2 separate regions of the Mus musculus genome follow, and region 2 is linked to region 1. Evidence: chromatin contacts called from public HiChIP or PLAC-seq data. All regions are on one chromosome and are shown on one strand. Each heading gives the region's core, a stretch centred on a gene start, on an enhancer-like site or on the middle of the called end of the contact. The rest is flanking DNA. Distances are from core to core; before and after follow the strand shown.

Region 1 (4,161 bases), core at 1,631-4,130:
ATGGTGAACAGGGCTGTATCGTCCCTTGGACCAGAGATTCTTTCCTTCCCTCTTGCCTGCCTCTAGTGGCCACTCCAGCTATTACTCAAGGTGACAGCAGTGCAAAAAAACACTAGACAACAACCCCCAACCATGACAAGTAAAGATGGCGCCCAGGTGGGCAGGGTTCTGTAGTCCAGATCAGAGCTCCGCCCTCTGGCCCTCCTTCTGCAGCAAAACAAGCTGTCATTCAAGATGGCTACTGCACCAGAAACGTCAGCAAAGATGGCGTCAGGTGGGCAGAGCTCCCTGCTCATTCTGAATGAGAGAGACCACACCCCTTTGGCTAGCTTCTTTCAGCCGGCCAGTCCTGCAGTCATTCAAGATGACACCCTTACTTCAGACACCGCCTCCCCATGGCCAACAGTGGTGACGCTAAGGATAGACAGGGGTGAGTTGTACCATCAGTCAGGATAATAACCCCTTCCTAGGGCTTGCCCCTTGCAAGACAGCTTAGCACTCAGGACCATAAATCCTCTCTCTAGCCTGCCTCTTGCAGCCAGCCAGTCCAGCTGTCAATCAAAATGGCACCTTCAGTGATCACTTCAGACACACCATGTATGGCAAACAGATGACGCCAAGGTGGGTGGAACTGGTTTCCAATCAATCATGACAAGAAAGCTCCTCCCTCAGATCCCACCCCCAGCCAGCCTGTCATTCAAGATGGCGTCTGCACCATAAAGGTTAGCGCGGCCAGCTATTGCTGGCAAAGATGGCGCCAAATTGGGCGGGGCTCTGTGAGCACTCAAGACCAGAGAGCCCCTCCTCCTGACCCGCCTCTTGCCGCAAACACATCCAGCTGTCACTCAAGATGACACCCGCTGAGAACTTCACAGGCCCATAAAGCTGTGTGGCCACGTCAATCAAGGCCTGAGCCCCACCCTCAGGCCCACCCCCTGAAGCCGGATGGGCTGTCATTCAAGATTGTGCCTCACTATATCAGCAGCCACTCTTCATAGCCCCGCCCTGCCACTCCCTTCTTCACCATCAGCCAGCAAAGATGGCGTCAGGGTAGGTGGGGCTTTGTGGTGACTCAGGATTATAAAGCCCCTCCTTATAGCCCGCCTCTATGCAGCATGCCCGTCCAGCTGTCATTCAAGATACCTGCAGAGCATCGAAGCCCCGCCCTTGGCCAGGAAAGATGGCGCCAGGATGGGCGGAGCTATGAGGCCTTGTCATTCAGAATAATAACCCCTCCCTAAAGCCCACCTCCTGCAGCCATCTGGGCTGTCACTCATGATGGCACCTATTACAGTTTCTGTCTGTGGCGCGGGTATAACCAGCAAAGGTGAACAAGGTCCTGTTGTCTGTCAGTCACTCAGGACGATAGCCTCTCCCTCCAGACAACCGGGCGACACTTTTTAACTCTTCATAAACCCCACAGTGCTCCTCATAAATGGAGCCAGATACAGTCCAGGGTCAAAAGACCCGTCACTTGATGTCAATTTGAGGCTCTGCAACCAAAATCTAGCCACAGAAAAATGGATTGTTTGAGCCTGCCGTTCCATCCTTTAAATGGAAGGCCGCGAGATGGCAGCATTCGTGCGGCAAACTAAGACTGAGTGAGGGTCTAGGCCACTCGGCCAGTCAGATAAGCCGACAACTGGGGTGCATCTTTACTGCCAACTAGCAAAGGAAGAGCCAGAGGAGCTAGCACCCCATAGACTCAAGCCACTTCGGCCTTTTAGTCTCTTTATCTGATGCTAAAGCGGCGCCTGCGCGGCAAATCCGCGGTCATTTCAAGATGGCGCCAAGCGGGCTGGGCCTGCTGAGTCCGCCATGGCCCCGCCCCCACCATAGGCAGCCAATCAGGATAAGCCTGTGCAGCAAACCTGTCTCCACCCTCCAAGATGGCGCCAACTGGGTGGAGCCGAAAAGTATCTCACAGCTTCTGCTTTAGTCCCGCCCCTAAGCTGCCCTCAGCCCCGCCCACCGCCACTGCGGCAAAACAAGACCCGCCCCCAAGAACAGTGCCGCGCTTAGCGGTAGATGGCTAGATTGCGAAGACCCTGCCAGCCAGACGACCTGGCGATCGGGTTAACCGCATAGCCCTTAGACTTTGCTGAGCAAAGAAAATGAAACCACAGAAGAGGTTGCTCAGAGACGGCACTCTGATGTCCACTGTGGTGGTCTTGTAACAGGACTTCTGCATCATCTGCGTGGCTGGCCACGCAGATGAGACAGGGAGCCTGGATTCTCCCGGGATTCTGGGTGGTTCACACCTAAAGCCCTAAGACCCTAAGATCGCGGGACCCTGAGGCTCCGAGGCCTGGACCTATAGAATACCTCTTTAAATCCCTGTCACCTAAATGGCATCCCTGCGGCAACACGGCCGCTCCGTGGTGATTCCCCCTTCCCGAAGGCGCAGTCTGCAGCCTTGTCAGTTACCCTTGGGAGCCGTGATATGGTCTGCCGCCCCTGGCCCGCGGCAACGCACCCCAAACACCATCTGAACTCTGCAGACGGTATCTAAGAGGGTGCATGCTGCAGAGCAGCCAGGTGGCCGGCTGACTCACCTCCCGGAGCACAGCACTCTACGCACACACCCCGACCAGGGTCGGCAGTCTAGTGCACCCACACTGAACCGGGCGCCCGGCGGCGCCACCAGCCCAGGGTGGACATCTCTCCGCTTCTCCTCCGATGCTCGTCCTCCCGCGACTCCTGACTCCCCAGCGTCTGCAGCAAGGGCTGCGGGACACCTCCTTGTCAGGGTCCTCTGCAGAGGCGGAGCTTCCTCTCTAACCAATCCAAGACCCCATTCCCCGCTTTGGGCCCTCACCACGCCTCCCACACCCTGCCAATCAGACTGCTGTTGTCAAGGCAACAGCTTGGCGCCAAGGCACGGAGTTGACGTCAACGGAGTCAGTGTTAGGGGCCCCCAAGCAGAGTCTGGAAAAGGGGGATGGGATGTGGGTGTGAAGGGATGCAGCCCCCCCAAAAGAAATCGGGGTGAATCAGAAATACCTACTAATGATGCCCCAATGCAAAACCTGAGAAGAGAGAGAGGGAAAAACGACAAGCATATATTTGTCTAAAATCGGGAAAAAAGAAAAACCATGAAAAATCGAGACAGAAACACATACGTTGAGGTCTAACCACGAACGATAAAGGTGGAAGAAAGGACTTTTCTGCCTGCAACACCCAAGCACTAAGCTAATTTCCTTAATAAACGAAGAGCTATTGGAAACCAACAAGGGAAGGACAAAAGCAAAGCAAAAAAGGGGGCAAAAGAGACCGCAAGTCACAGGACAATGCAAATGGCTGGAAGAATCTTGACCTGACTGTCTGCATAGCGAAACGCCAACCTGAGATACCGGGTGAAGGCGGTTTATGGCAGCGCGCTGAATCGCATGTGGTCAACCATCATTGCGTGAATCCACTGCATAGAATAGCAAGAAATTGCGAGGAGAGCAAGCAGGTAGATTACCAAGCCTGCCTCTGATAGAAGACATTCCTATGTCACCAGGAAAAATAACGGAGGTATCGCTGCCATAAAGGACCTGGATCGGAATAGATCCCAATGAAATAAAACCCGTTGCCGAAGTTTGTAGAAACGAAATGGTAAGTGGTTTTTTTTTTCTTTCTCTCTTTCTTTCTCTCTCATTTATTTCTTTGTTAAAAAATATACAAATGTGGGCAAAGCTTCTGGAACAATTTGCAAAAAAAAAATTTTTAACTGGTTACCTCTAGGAAAAGGAATGGGGGAGGGGAGAACAGACTACAGAAAGATGATTTTGGCTTTATTCTCTGTGCCCATGAATTTCCTTGGCAGATAAATGGTATTTCTTCCCTGGCAGTAAAATCGATGAATTATTAAAAGTTTGTTAATGTACTATTGATGGAACCATTTCACTGCCAAGAAATTTAAGGGAATAAGCACAGGTGTGTGAAAGACTAATTACAGGGGTATTTACGGAGCATCTTTTCTTATGACTAAGAATGTACTCTGCAGAACAGATTTGAATTCCAGTAAATCCACAAATTGTATTTTTGTGTGTCTGCTAAAACTCCGGGTTGTATTTTTTATTAGACACGTAAAATGCACTGTTTTAATTTTAAAGGAAAAAATGCAAGACCGTGGTCCATGGGTTAAAAGCGATTTTACCTAAGAGCATAGCTAAT
Region 2 (3,923 bases), core at 729-3,228, 160 kb after region 1:
GTGTGTAAATATATTACTACTGTCCAAACACCCCACCACAGGCTACTGCCACCTTTCCAAACAGCACTCCGATAGCATAGATGATCCACATTTTCTGCCTCGATTACTGCACAAGCTTTTGACACTTCTTCAGCATCAAAATAAAAATCCAAGTCTTCACCTTTACCTCTTCTTCCTCCTCGTCTTCTTCCTCCTCTCCCTCCCCCTCCTTCATCTTTCCTTGAGTTCCGGAAGCTTGGAATAAAACTCCTTTCCTGAACTGAGAAGATGGTCCAATAGTTAATCACTTACTGAGACAACATGAGGGCCAAAGTTCAGATCCCCAGAACCCATGAAAACAGCAGATGGTCATGGCTGCCTCCCTGAAATTCTAGCCTCAGACAGTTTCAAGGGATCCTCGGAGGGAACTGACAGGAGAACTAGCCCTATTAACAAGCTCTGTGTTTGATTGAGAGACCCAGCCTCCAAAAATAAGGTGGGAAAGCAGCTATGGATGATTCTCAACAAACATCAACCTAAAACTTCCATATACTTGCACACATGTGGAGCCACACATACTCAAACATACGTGTGCACACATGAATACATACTACACATGTTTTTTAAAAAATGCTACTCTTTACCATGATCCAAAACAATGGATGTTGCCTGGCTTTTCTCTGAAAGATGTAAGGGAGAGCTAAGCAATAGGACTTGTCTTGAAGCTAATTGCTTCAAATTCATAACACACACGTGTGCTGTGTGTGTATGTGTGTGTGTATACACCCACATGCTTGCATTTCTTTCCCATCTACTATGTAGCAGAAGGGATAAGCTTAGCAATAAGTATGCAAAAGTAATGGTCTTGGGATGTTCTCAGAATCAGTTAGCACTGATAAGGGTATTTTAGTTCTATTCCATTATTGTGGTGGCTTAGAAAGACTTAAGGGCTGGGACAAGCTCAGCATTCAAAGTGAAACTAGGTTGTGGTGGAAATGATAGAATTTCAGGTAAAGGGAGGAAGAAAGGATTATTGGGGAGAATATGGTACTCTGTGTGCTTCATCTTCATCTTCTCAGAGTAAGGATTTGGTCTATGGGAGGACCTGGCCCCAGCAGCAAAGAATCCTGTGAACACAGGCCTCAAGGACCACAGGAATTCAGGCTGTGTCCTGGACTACCCCAGCTCAGATGCCACATTCTGCTGTGTGTGTGTGTGTGTGTGTGTGTGTGTGTTGAAATGTGAAAAAATAATAAAGAATTAAATTTTTAAAAATGGAAACTAATGCAAAATAAAAACTGTAAGATTATGTGTTTTCTACACTACAGTTACCTTTCTTGATCTAGGATGGTTTCTATGTCCTTTTTATTACATTTATTTTGATTTGATTTGATTTTTTTGTGTGTGAGCATTCACATGCCATAGTACACGTGTGAACAGAGGACAGCTTACAGGAGTCAGTTCTATCCTTCCACCATGTAAGTTCCTAGGATCAAACTCAGGCAGCAAGCACTTTTGTCTCCTGAGTCAGTTACCAGCACGCAGTGTGTTTCATTAAGGGCTGCTTACAGGAGCCAGGTGAGGGGTTCATTCCAGGAGCATAGTCAACTTGCCAGAAGCTACACAACTAACTTAGGGTGATTTTAATCACTCAGGAACATTTGACAATGCCTGAAGACATTTTGGGTTATCACAAAGGAAGAGGTGATATGTTCCAGGTACTCCTAGTGAGCAGAGGCCAGAAATATCACTCTGAGATGTAGTGCCCAGGACAACCAGTTGCCTTTATGACAAAGAATTATGAAGGCCCAAATGCCAGCCATGTTGAGATTGAGCAAAGCCGTGCTGTACAATAGGAATTTCTCCCACAAGCATATCAGAAAGGAAGTTTGGCATCATGGTGTGGAAATGTGAAACGTGCTCACACTAGAGCCAGCTGTGTACTGAGCTCCTCACAAACACATAGGACAGGAATGCATTGTGTCAGACAAGGGAGAGAAAAGGCAGCCAGCCCCAGGAAATTAAAGAAAAGCTGGCTATCGGCTGCATCTAGGGACACGGCGTGCCGAGCAGACAGCTGCGGTTTCAATACTCTGCTGGCCATGGGGAGCTGGTTCCAAGAAGCTGCTGACCCCCTGAGTCCTGTGGAAATTCAGTTACTTCCTGGACCTCAGGTGAACCTTTAGCTCACCTCCCATAGGATTCCACCCACAGTGAGTCCTGGGAGCCCGGCCTGGATTTTGCAATTGGATCCTGTCTTGACATTAATATTGTGTTCTTGGATACTCTAGATTGTGTGTCAAAAAGTTTCTCCCACTGGTACCTTTATTTCAAACCTTGACCAATGCAAGCTGGGAGGGTGGCTCTGTTGGTAAAACACTTGTTTTGTGAGCACCAGGACTTGAACTCAGTCTTCAGAGCCCATGTTAAAAAACCAGCTTTGACAGCACATGCTTCTAATCCCAGCACTGGGAAGAGAGAGACAGGAGGGTTCCAGCGGCTCACTGTCCAGCCAATGGAGCCTAGTTAATGATCTGTAGGTCTACAGGAGATCTTGTCTCAAAGATAGTGAACAGCATTCCTGAGGATAACACACAAGGCTTTCCTTTACTCCCTTCTCCCCAACACACACACACACACACACACACACACACACACACACACACGACAAATGAATTTTGGGAGGTGTGTTGTTAAGGAACAACTGTCCAGTGATACTTATTAAAATACAAGAGAGACTCCATTTTGAACCATCTCAGTGGTACAGACAATGGGACTGTACAGTCAAGAGACATATTGAGCTCAATGCAACATAGACGTGTGAGAGATTTAGAGCCAAGGATCAGAGTGTGGTGCAATCAGTGGACAGAAAACTGATAAGAGAAATCACCAGGTACAGGGAACAGCCCCCACTGTCACTTGGGGATGGCAGAAGGGTACCTGATGAGAGACTGATCATATCTCAAGACTACCAAGCCTTTAAATTATAGCCCTCTGTTGTGACCAGCTACCTCTGGCTATGCTTTAATACCCTTGGGCTGCCTGCACTTTCATCTCTTAAGAAACAGACCCAACAGGTTCTTACTGAAACCCAGTTGGGGACTAGGGGTAAGGGGGATGAGTCTAAGTTGGTAGCATTCCTGTCTAACATGAAGAAAGTCCCAGGTTCCATCCTCAAAGCTGCATAAGCCAAGTGTGGTGGTGCATAACTATAATCCCAGTACCTGGGAAGTGAAGGAGAGGGTATGGAAATTTAAATTCATACTCAACTGCATAGCTAGTTTGAGGCCTACCTGACATATACAAGATATTATATTTTTTAAAAAATTGTGAAGAGGCTGAGTAGATTGCTCGGTGATTAAAGCATTTGCTACAGAAGTTTGAAGACCTGAATTTGGAACTCCCCAAACTCATGCAAAGTGTCTGGTGAATGTGGGCCACTGCCTGTGATTCTAGCCTTAGTTGGTGGAGGATGGACATCCAACACAAACTGGCTAGCAAAACAGGTCACACAGGTGAGATCTGAGTTTGCTTGAGAGACCATGCCTCAGTGAATAAGGTAAAAAACAGAGTGACCACATGATTTCCAACATAACCCCCATGTCTCCACATGCACATACATGCTCCCTCATGCATGCAACACACATGGGAAAGGAAAAAGAAAGCAACTGAATTTTATAAGGAAGTATACACATTGGTACAGGACAAGGTTCAGGACCCTGACCAGAGTTTGGCTAACTGAAGACTATTTCTCAATATGGAAGGGCAGCATTGGAAGTAGAAGATGTCTTCATTGTCCACCAGCTCCCAAAGTTCATGTCGCTGCACTATTCCTTTCCCCTGAGTATGGAGGTTGGGGCTTCTAACCTGTGGAGTGCAACAAAGGAGATAGGAGGTCATTTATAAATATGTGGCAATAATAAGGCCCTGCCAAGCCAGCAATG

What was found. HiChIP or PLAC-seq counts read pairs in DNA pulled down with a chosen protein or histone mark.
Region 2: an H3K27ac HiChIP or PLAC-seq map of extraembryonic endoderm stem cells shows a contact between it and region 1. The contact joins the enhancer-like site here to the promoter of Usp29 in region 1. A contact is called at or near these places in 1 of 39 promoter capture datasets (the 3T3-L1 cell line), 1 of 484 Hi-C or Micro-C datasets (nephron progenitors), 14 of 115 datasets of contacts at active chromatin or transcription factors (a beta-TC-6 cell line, embryonic forebrain, embryonic hindbrain and 9 more) and 3 of 9 other capture datasets (adipose tissue, embryonic stem cells and pancreatic islet).

Annotation. Positions count from the first base shown.
Region 1 is chr7:6,727,703-6,731,863 of GRCm38.p6, forward strand. Usp29 (ubiquitin specific peptidase 29) reads left to right here and starts at 2,881. Exons shown (of 8, transcript NM_001360502.1): 1 at 2,881-3,600. Peg3 (paternally expressed 3) reads right to left here and starts at 2,717. Exons shown (of 9, transcript NM_008817.2): 1 at 2,556-2,717.
Region 2 is chr7:6,883,638-6,887,560 of GRCm38.p6, forward strand. All of the region lies in intron 2 of Usp29 (ubiquitin specific peptidase 29), which reads left to right. Among named protein-coding and RNA genes, the nearest start is that of Mir3099, 82 kb to the left of the region's middle. Within about 2 kb of position 1,979, at least 13 of the 459 cell types and tissues checked have an H3K27ac peak or open chromatin away from gene starts, as enhancers often do. A contact at or near this core is called in extraembryonic endoderm stem cells, where this site is marked.